Regions from separate parts of the Sus scrofa genome. Here all the other regions are linked to region 3. Evidence: chromatin contacts called from public HiChIP or PLAC-seq data. All regions are on one chromosome and are shown on one strand. The core of a region is the stretch at or near the end of the contact, and the rest is flanking DNA. Distances in the headings are between cores, read along the strand shown.

Region 1 (2,700 bases), core at 8-2,507, 300 kb after region 3:
TTGGTGAACCAACCCAACCAAATATTCTGATTTTTCAGTCCCCCTCCCCCACTTGAAGACCAGAGCTAAACCCAAATCTAAGATAGCAAATCCCCGTTCAGCAGCTCAACTTCTTCATCTGTCTTTGAAAGTCTTCTGTAAGAAAAGGAGCTCTTCAGAGTTCCTGTCAGGGCACAGAGGAAACAAATCCGACCAGAAACCATGAGGCTGTGGGTTCGGTCTTTGGCCTTGCTCAGTGGGTTAAGGATCCGAATTGCTGTGAACTGTGGTGTAGGTCGCAGATGCGGCTCAGATCTGGTGTTGCTGTGGCTCTGGCATAGGCTGGCCGCTGTAGCTCCTATTAGACCCCTAGCCTGGGAACCTCCATATGCTGCGTGTGCAGCCCTAGAAAGTCAAAAAGACAAAAATAATAAAATAAGAAAAGAAGCTCTTCTTCCTGGATTTCAGATTTCTCTTAGAGTTGCATTATGTTATTCTTCACTAATTCATTATCCCCAAACAAATGCTTATCTTTAATATAGTTATATATTGTTATGTAACTTTAATAGTTTAAAATATTTTACCTGCTTGGCAGGTATTTCTTAGTGGGGAGAGGGTTGTTATGACCTAGTAAATGATTATCCATGCTTTTAACGAATAGCCAAATAAAAGTCCTTGAGGTTTCACGCTGCCTTTAAGAAATCGCTTCTGAATAATTCTCAGAATTTTGGGGAACTTCTTAAAACTTTGTGTAGTGCTTGATATCTCTCCCTTAACTGTTGCTCCGGGCTTTTCTATTAGTCACATGTTGCTGAGTTACACTTGATTGCACGTGGTGCAGTCTTCAACCCACACTACTTTGCTGACTTTGAGGACATTTGTTCCCCATATTACCCAAAGCATCAAAAGCATGAAAGTAACAAAAAGTTCACATTGAATGATTCTATTATTCTAATAAACATAACTAAATACAGCAATAATTATAATCAACATTGTTTCTTCTATATTCAGAAACTTAATAGTTTACTTTTGATCAATTTACTTAATCCTCAAAACAACCCTAGCATTTAGGTTTTATGGAGATCTGACAAGGAAACCAACTCTTAACAGAATTAAGGACTTTGCCCAAATTTATATGGAAGATCCAGGTTTTGTACCTAGGCAATCTGACACTTTGGGAAAACATGGCTTGTTTTGGCACATAAAAATATAGACTATTTAAAATCCAGTATCAGTTTCATGGCTGTTCAAGTTTAGGGCAACCCCAATCACACAGCACCCCCTACTGATAGGACATTTTCTTTTCCTCCTACTTCTGCCCTGTTGCTAAACCTTGCCTACTCATCTTCCCATGAGACACTTTTTATTAACAATTTTTATTTTTCCATTATAGCTGGTTTACAGTGTTCTTTCAATTTTCTACTGTACAGCAAAGAAGTGACCCAGCCATGCACACACAAATATATATATATATATATACTTTCACATTATCCTCCATCATGCTCCATCACAAGTGACTAGATATAGTTCCCAGTGCTATACAGCAGGATCTCATTGCTTATCCATTCCAAATGCAGTATCTTGCATCTATTAACCCCAGACCCCCATTCCATCCCATTCTCTCCCCTTCCCCTTTGGCAACCAAATGTCTGTTCTCCAAGTCCATGAGTTTCTTTTCTGTGCAAAAGTTCATTTGTGCCATATATTAGATTCCAGATATAAATTATATCATATGGTATTGTCTTTCTCTTTCTGACTTAATTCACTTAGTATGAGAGTTTCTAGTTCCATCCATGTTGCTGAAAATGGCATTATTTTCTATTTTTGTGGCTAAGTAGTATTACATTGTGTATACACACCACATCTTCTTAATCCAATCATCTGTCATGGACATTTGGGTTGTTTCCATGTCTTGGCTATTGTGAATAGTGCTGCAATGAACATGCAGGTGCATGTGTCTTTCTTAATTTGTCTGGATATATGCCCAAGAGTGGGATTGCTGGCTCATATGGTAGTTCTATATTTAGTTTTCTAAGGTACCTCCATACTGTTTCCCATAGTGGTTGTACCAATTTACATTCCCATCAACAGTGTAGGGGGGTTCCCTTTTCTCCACTTCCTCTCCAGCATTTGTTATTTGTTGACTTGTTAATGATGACCATTCTGACCTGTGATGTTGAGCATTTTTTTCATGTGCTTGTTGGCCATCTGTATATCTTCTTTGGAGAAATGTCTATTCAGGTTTTTGCCCATTTTTCAAATGGGTGGTTGGGTTTTTTGCTGTTGAGTTGTATATGTTGTTTGTATATGGTAGAGATATAAAGCCCTTGTCAGTTGCATTGTTTGAAACTATTTCCTCCCATTCTGTAGGTTGTCTTTTCACTTATGGTTTCCTTCACTGTGCAAAAGCTTGTCAGTTGGATTAGGTCTCATTGGTTTATTTTTACTTTTATTTCTGTTGCCTTGGGAAAATGACCTGAGAAAACATTTTTATTTTTTATTTATTTATTTATTTATTTATTTTTGTCTTTTTGCCATTTCTTGGGCCTCTCCCGCGGCATATGGAGGTTCCAAAGGCCAGGGGTCTAATTGGAGCTGTAGCCGCTGGCCTATGCCAGAGCCACAGCAACGTGGTATCCAAGCCACGTCTGCAACCTACACCACAGCTCACAGCAACGCAGGATCCTTAAACCACTGAGCAAGGGCAGGGATCGAACCCTC
Region 2 (2,717 bases), core at 166-2,665, 280 kb after region 3:
CATATCTTAGGTAAACCAATAAATATGATGGTTTAACTAGCCTACAGTAGATGGTAATTTCCCACCCACTTAACCATAATGTTTTCACAAAGGCTTTATTCTGAAAACAGGATATCCTTACTCTAAAGTGATATTAATGATAACTTGGGGCACTAAGATTATTAATCAGTATTTTGATCCCCTCCTTAAATCACCATATGCAGCCATTCTGCATTCATTTCGCATTAATCTTAAGAAAGTTTCCAAAGGGTATTGATACCATAGCAATATGTTTTTATAGTAATCACACACCAAAAGTCTGAAGTGGCAGAGAGAAGTTCCTGCTGTGGCGAAGTGGGTTAAGGATCCAGTGTCGTCACACAACAGCTTGGTCGCTGGGGAAGCGTAGGTTCAAATCCTCACTGGTGCAGTGGGTTACGGAGCTGGTATTGCTGCAGCTATGGAGCAGATCTGCATCTGTGGTTCAGATTTGATCCCTGGCCCAGAAACTTCCATCTGCTGTGGGTGCGGCCAAATAAATAAAGTGTCAGAGGTACATGAAAATAATAATCTAGCAGACAGGAGAAAAATAGAAGAATAAGATATTACTGAGGAAACATAAGGGCAGTGTAAATGCAGTAAAATATCACAAGAAAATTAACAGGAGCTGAATGAAACAGATAATTTGAGATAAATAACTTTAGAACGTAGAAAGGAAGTGCCAGCCACAAGGTTTCTATTTCCTGTATTAAAGCAACTACTTATTAAATGACACCTTAAAAAAACACTAGTCCCCAGGGAAGAAGTGAATGACACTTCTCTGAAAGCCAGTTTATAGCTTACTATGTAAAATTCTTCCAGACCCAAGAGAGGGCCATGAAAATAGAGATTTTAATTTTTTATTCATCAATAAACCCTTCAGCCCCAAACAGCATCCAGTCTATAGCAGATGTTCAATAAATACTAGTTGTCAATGTATAATTAAAGGAATGAACAGAATTCCAGGGAAAGAGCGTTCTCCAAATTATTTCCATCTCAAAGACAGGAATCCCTAACTCACAATTCTTTACTTAGGTATTCTGTTTCCTAAACTATTTGTTGTCTACAAATTTAAGAAAGGAGATCTCAGATTCCGGGAAAACCCTGCTTGTCTTTTCAAACTGCACCTATAGTTGTGAGAAAGCACATTTTAGACAGCAGGGAAAACCCAAAGCTCACCACAACAACACATTGTAAATTGTCTGGGTCAGTGGAGCATAAATTAAAGAGAACAGGTGTAGCTGAATGATTAGGAGGGAAGAGGAAGGGGGTGGAGACAACGCAAGTGAATATAAACACTGAGATATCTCAAAGACTCAGAACTGAACAAGAGCTCCAGCAAAGACGTCCACCGTAGACTGACTTGACCTGGGATTAACCAGAGGATTGTGACGAAGATAAAGATGAGTTTAGAAGATGCTTCCACAACAGAGACCAACTCCTTGCATCCGAATAGAGGACAACCAAGTAAGCCATGTCCTTATGTGTATTTGCCTCTATTGATCTATGATATATAACAGTAGTTGGGGAAAATGAAACTTGTCTTCTGAAGAACTTGGTTATCTTCTATTTCGGTTGGGATAAAGGAGAAAATGGGGAGAAGTAAGTATTTCTTTATCTATGAGAATACAGACCACCTGAGACTTGGGAGGAAATCACAGGGTGAATTTTAGAAGCTCTTTAACCAGCAATTTCTTTGTTTTAGTTTATATCATCTCAATTTTTCAGAGTTAAATAAAAACCCCCTTTGCCCTAGACCAGGGAACTCTCCATCATTTTTGCATATCCATCTGGACATCCTTTAGGAAGCTCTGCCCCTCTGTATGGAAAATTCTGTTTTCCACGTACACAATTACATTCTTGGTTGTCTCTACCTTGTACCATTTTGTGCTCTCGGTGTGCCTTATCTTATGTTCTCATGACAGCATCTTCTGGTTGCTGGAAACACAAGTTGTTTCCAGTCTTTGAGAGAATAGATTTATAAACGTCTGACTATTTAGTGTCCAGTTCTAGTTTATTAGGAGAATGTATGAAAAAATTCTTGAAAATGCAGTCTTCTTCTACATTCTTCATTAAGACACTTCCTCCATTTCATTCTCCTATTTCATCCTTCTAATCACTGGCTTCAAATTCTTCATGAATCAATCATTTTTTTTTCCTTTTTCTTATTTTCATACGATCATCTTTGCTATATACCTTTTCCTCCTTTCTATTTGCCTAGTCTGTCCACAGACCTTTCTATTTCCTAGTACCAGAATTTTCCCATTGTTTTATGATAATTTGCTTCTGTGAGGCTTTCTTGATTTGTTTCATCTATCTCTCTTGTCTTCTCTAATTAGTGAGGTGCCCCAAACACTAGCTTGTAGGAACTAGACTTTACTTGTAAGCAAAACTATCCAGTAACAAAGGAATGCATTATCAACAGCAGAGCTTAAACAATCTAGAGAAAGGAATTGTTTTCTGAGTATGTGTTTGTTAGAGTGGTTTGTTTTAGAAAATTATCAATTACCACTGGTAAACCCATCTTTTACTTAAGAATGCAAAATCAAGTGTGGAAAACAAGGATAAGTCACAGAAAATTTTTGGTAACCAGATTAACTGTAAATTTATGGTTCAGTTGAGCTGCCCCAAAGAAAAGAATGTAATTAAAAACAACAACAACAACAACTGCTCAATAGAGAACCCAGTTGAAAGAAGCT
Region 3 (2,700 bases), core at 12-2,511:
AGAATTCTATCAGTGAATATAAGGTGTATCTTTATTGGGATTCCATTGAAGAGTCTTCATGATTCAAGTCAATCATATAAAAATATATTCTTCAATGGCAATTCAACTGTGCTGAATATTACCCCTAACATTAATAACTATCATTTATTGAGTTGCAATGATGTTTAAAGTACAAAGCTTAGCGTTTTGCCCAATACCCCATTTGAATCCTTGTAGCGACATCAGCAACATTATCAAGTGGACATTTCATGATCCAATTCAAAGACAAAGACATTTGCCAAGATTTATAGAACAATAGGCCGGCAAAGGAAAGATTAAACTAGCTCCCTCTGGCTCCAAAGTTCTTTTCTGCTCTGTGTTATATCTCCACTGTATGAAAGAGCACTCCTGATTAAATTCTAAAATTACCCAGGTTATTATGACTAGAGATAAGAGCCATATGTAATTAACCCCCAAATTCCTAAGCCTATTTCTGAGGAAAAAAGTCAAAATTAAAAAGGAAAATATGAGACTTATTAGAGATATAGAATAGAGATAGTCTGATACAGTGAAATGAAAAAAAATATGGGGAGTTTCCATTGTGGCACAGCGGAAATGAATCTGACTAGTATCCCTGAGGATGCAGGTTTGATCCCTTGCCTTGCTCAGTGGGTCTGGGATCCAATTTTGCCATGAACTGTGGTGTAGGTAGCAGACTCGGCTAGGATCCTGTGTCACCATGGCTGTGGCTGTGGCTGGCTGCTACAGCTCCAATTTGACCCCTAGCCTGGGAACTTCCATATGCCAAGGGTGCAGCCCTAAAAAGGAAAAAAAGAAAAAAAAAAAAGAAAGAAAGAAAGAAAGAAAGAAAGAAAGAAAGAAAGAAAGAAAGAAAGAAAGAAAGAAAGAAAGAAAGAAAAAGAAAAAAGGATATTGGAATCAAATAATCTGGTCTAAATGCACACTCTTCCACAAATTCACTGCTGACTTACCCTTCTGAATTTGTTTCCTTATCTGAAAAATAAATACAAATTCTCTCCTCTAATGCTCATGGAAAACACAGTTTTCCCTTTCATAAATTACTTAGTGAAACATCCTGAAACACTATCAGAATCACCATTTTCCCCTCCTGCAATAGACATAACTCAAGAATTTGCGTCAGCCAACTTCCCAAAATGAAGCAAATACTCTCCTTCCTCCTACCAATGATTGAGTCATTCCATTAGATAGCAGCAGCTATTTAAACGCTCCAGTGGGAGCTCAGACATTTCTGCTTGTAGAAGTCCTTGGCTGCTCCACTCCCTCATTCTTGGAATAAATTCAGAAATGACACTTGATGACCTCAAGAGCAACAGTATGAAGGATCAACCTGACGAGAAATCAAATGGAGATAAAGCTGAAGGTACTGGGGGTAGGTGAATGTGTACAGGGACAGAATTAGCTTAGACGTGTAAACTAAACATAGGATTAGACGGCTGAGACACCTGAGTATGGGAAAATATTAGAGCGTTTAGAACATTTACTTAAAAGGAAAGCCAGATATGATGGTAATAAGGAAGGTGATGACCATGAATAAACTAACTTGGTATAATGATGATGAAGAGAATGAGGATAACTAACTTTTATTGAACATTTGCTGTAGGCTATGTTCTCTGATATGATTTATAAGCCTTATTTCTCTAAACCTTCACACCTTGAGATTAGCTCTATTACCTACTGTTTACAGAGGACTCACTGAAGGGGATTAACCTAAGGACCCAGTTTGACACAACTAATAAGTGGTAGAGCTAGCAGCAATCTCCCATAACATGGAACGGATATTGACCAGAGGGAACTGTTGGTGGAAAGTCTTACTCGTATACTTGCCTCTAAGTTTAGGATTTGGCAATTATTTGCAAGGTGCACGGCTCTCTTCAACTTCTTTTCTGTCAACTTGCCACACACATGCATGAACCCTATTTCTTCCTGTCAAAAAGTCTATTTTATTTGTATCATCTGAAGAGGCTAATAGGAGTGCTTTTGAAACAGGAGAACTCTGTGAATACATTTGACCACTGATTGATTTGGATCATTATACATTCACACTGGAAATTCTGTGATGTGATGTTCCCAGTCATGCAGCTGTTGACAGTTGGATTAAAGACCTTTGTTTGGATCTTAACATCTGCATGATATTAGGCAAGTCACTCACTGAATTTTCAGTTTCCTTATTTGGATATAAAAGATAACATTATCAGTGCCTAAAGTGTTTATCTTACAAGGTGAGGAGTACAAATTCATTGTATAAAATGTTTTCCTGCTGAACCAGTAATATCTGTGCTTTTGAAGTGGTGGACGACTTAAAAGATATTTGTGTACTTGTGAGCTACATGAGTATTTGTTTTACAATAATGGGAGGTTTTTTGTTTTTTTTTTCTTGTAATAAGAGTGCTGCAGCTGGTGTGAGTGGAGGATGTGGTGTTAACAGGAATCAAGTGACATTTTAAGGTTTCATTCCTATTTTCCTTTGGTCAGAACCTCAGTTCCATGTTGTAACTTTAGTGAAAAATCGAATGGTACAAACAGCACCTTCTTTAGACTTTCTCTGTTGATTAACTGATTAAAGGCTTATTTGTTTGTTGTCTGGCATTTGTTTATAGTATGTTACAACTCTGTGTGCATGTGTGCACGTGGTGCATGTGGTCTATGTTAAAAACATGAGGCTCTCTGCCCTGTGGAGGA

Evidence for each region. HiChIP or PLAC-seq counts read pairs in DNA pulled down with a chosen protein or histone mark.
Region 1: an H3K27ac HiChIP or PLAC-seq map of alveolar macrophages shows a contact between it and region 3. The contact joins the enhancer-like site here to the promoter of OLR1 in region 3.
Region 2: a contact with region 3 is called in an H3K27ac HiChIP or PLAC-seq map of alveolar macrophages. The contact joins the promoter of CD69 here to the promoter of OLR1 in region 3.

The regions. Positions count from the first base shown.
Region 1 is chr5:62,097,509-62,100,208 of Sscrofa11.1, forward strand. No RefSeq gene overlaps it. Among named protein-coding and RNA genes, the nearest start is that of CD69, 21 kb to the left of the region's middle. Within about 2 kb of position 1,258, at least 1 of the 83 cell types and tissues checked has an H3K27ac peak or open chromatin away from gene starts, as enhancers often do. A contact at or near this core is called in alveolar macrophages, where this site is marked.
Region 2 is chr5:62,076,719-62,079,435 of Sscrofa11.1, forward strand. CD69 (CD69 molecule) reads left to right here and starts at 1,416. Exons shown (of 5, transcript NM_214091.2): 1 at 1,416-1,485. The coding sequence starts at 1,422.
Region 3 is chr5:61,798,095-61,800,794 of Sscrofa11.1, forward strand. OLR1 (oxidized low density lipoprotein receptor 1) reads left to right here and starts at 1,262. Exons shown (of 8, transcript NM_213805.1): 1 at 1,262-1,381. The coding sequence starts at 1,306.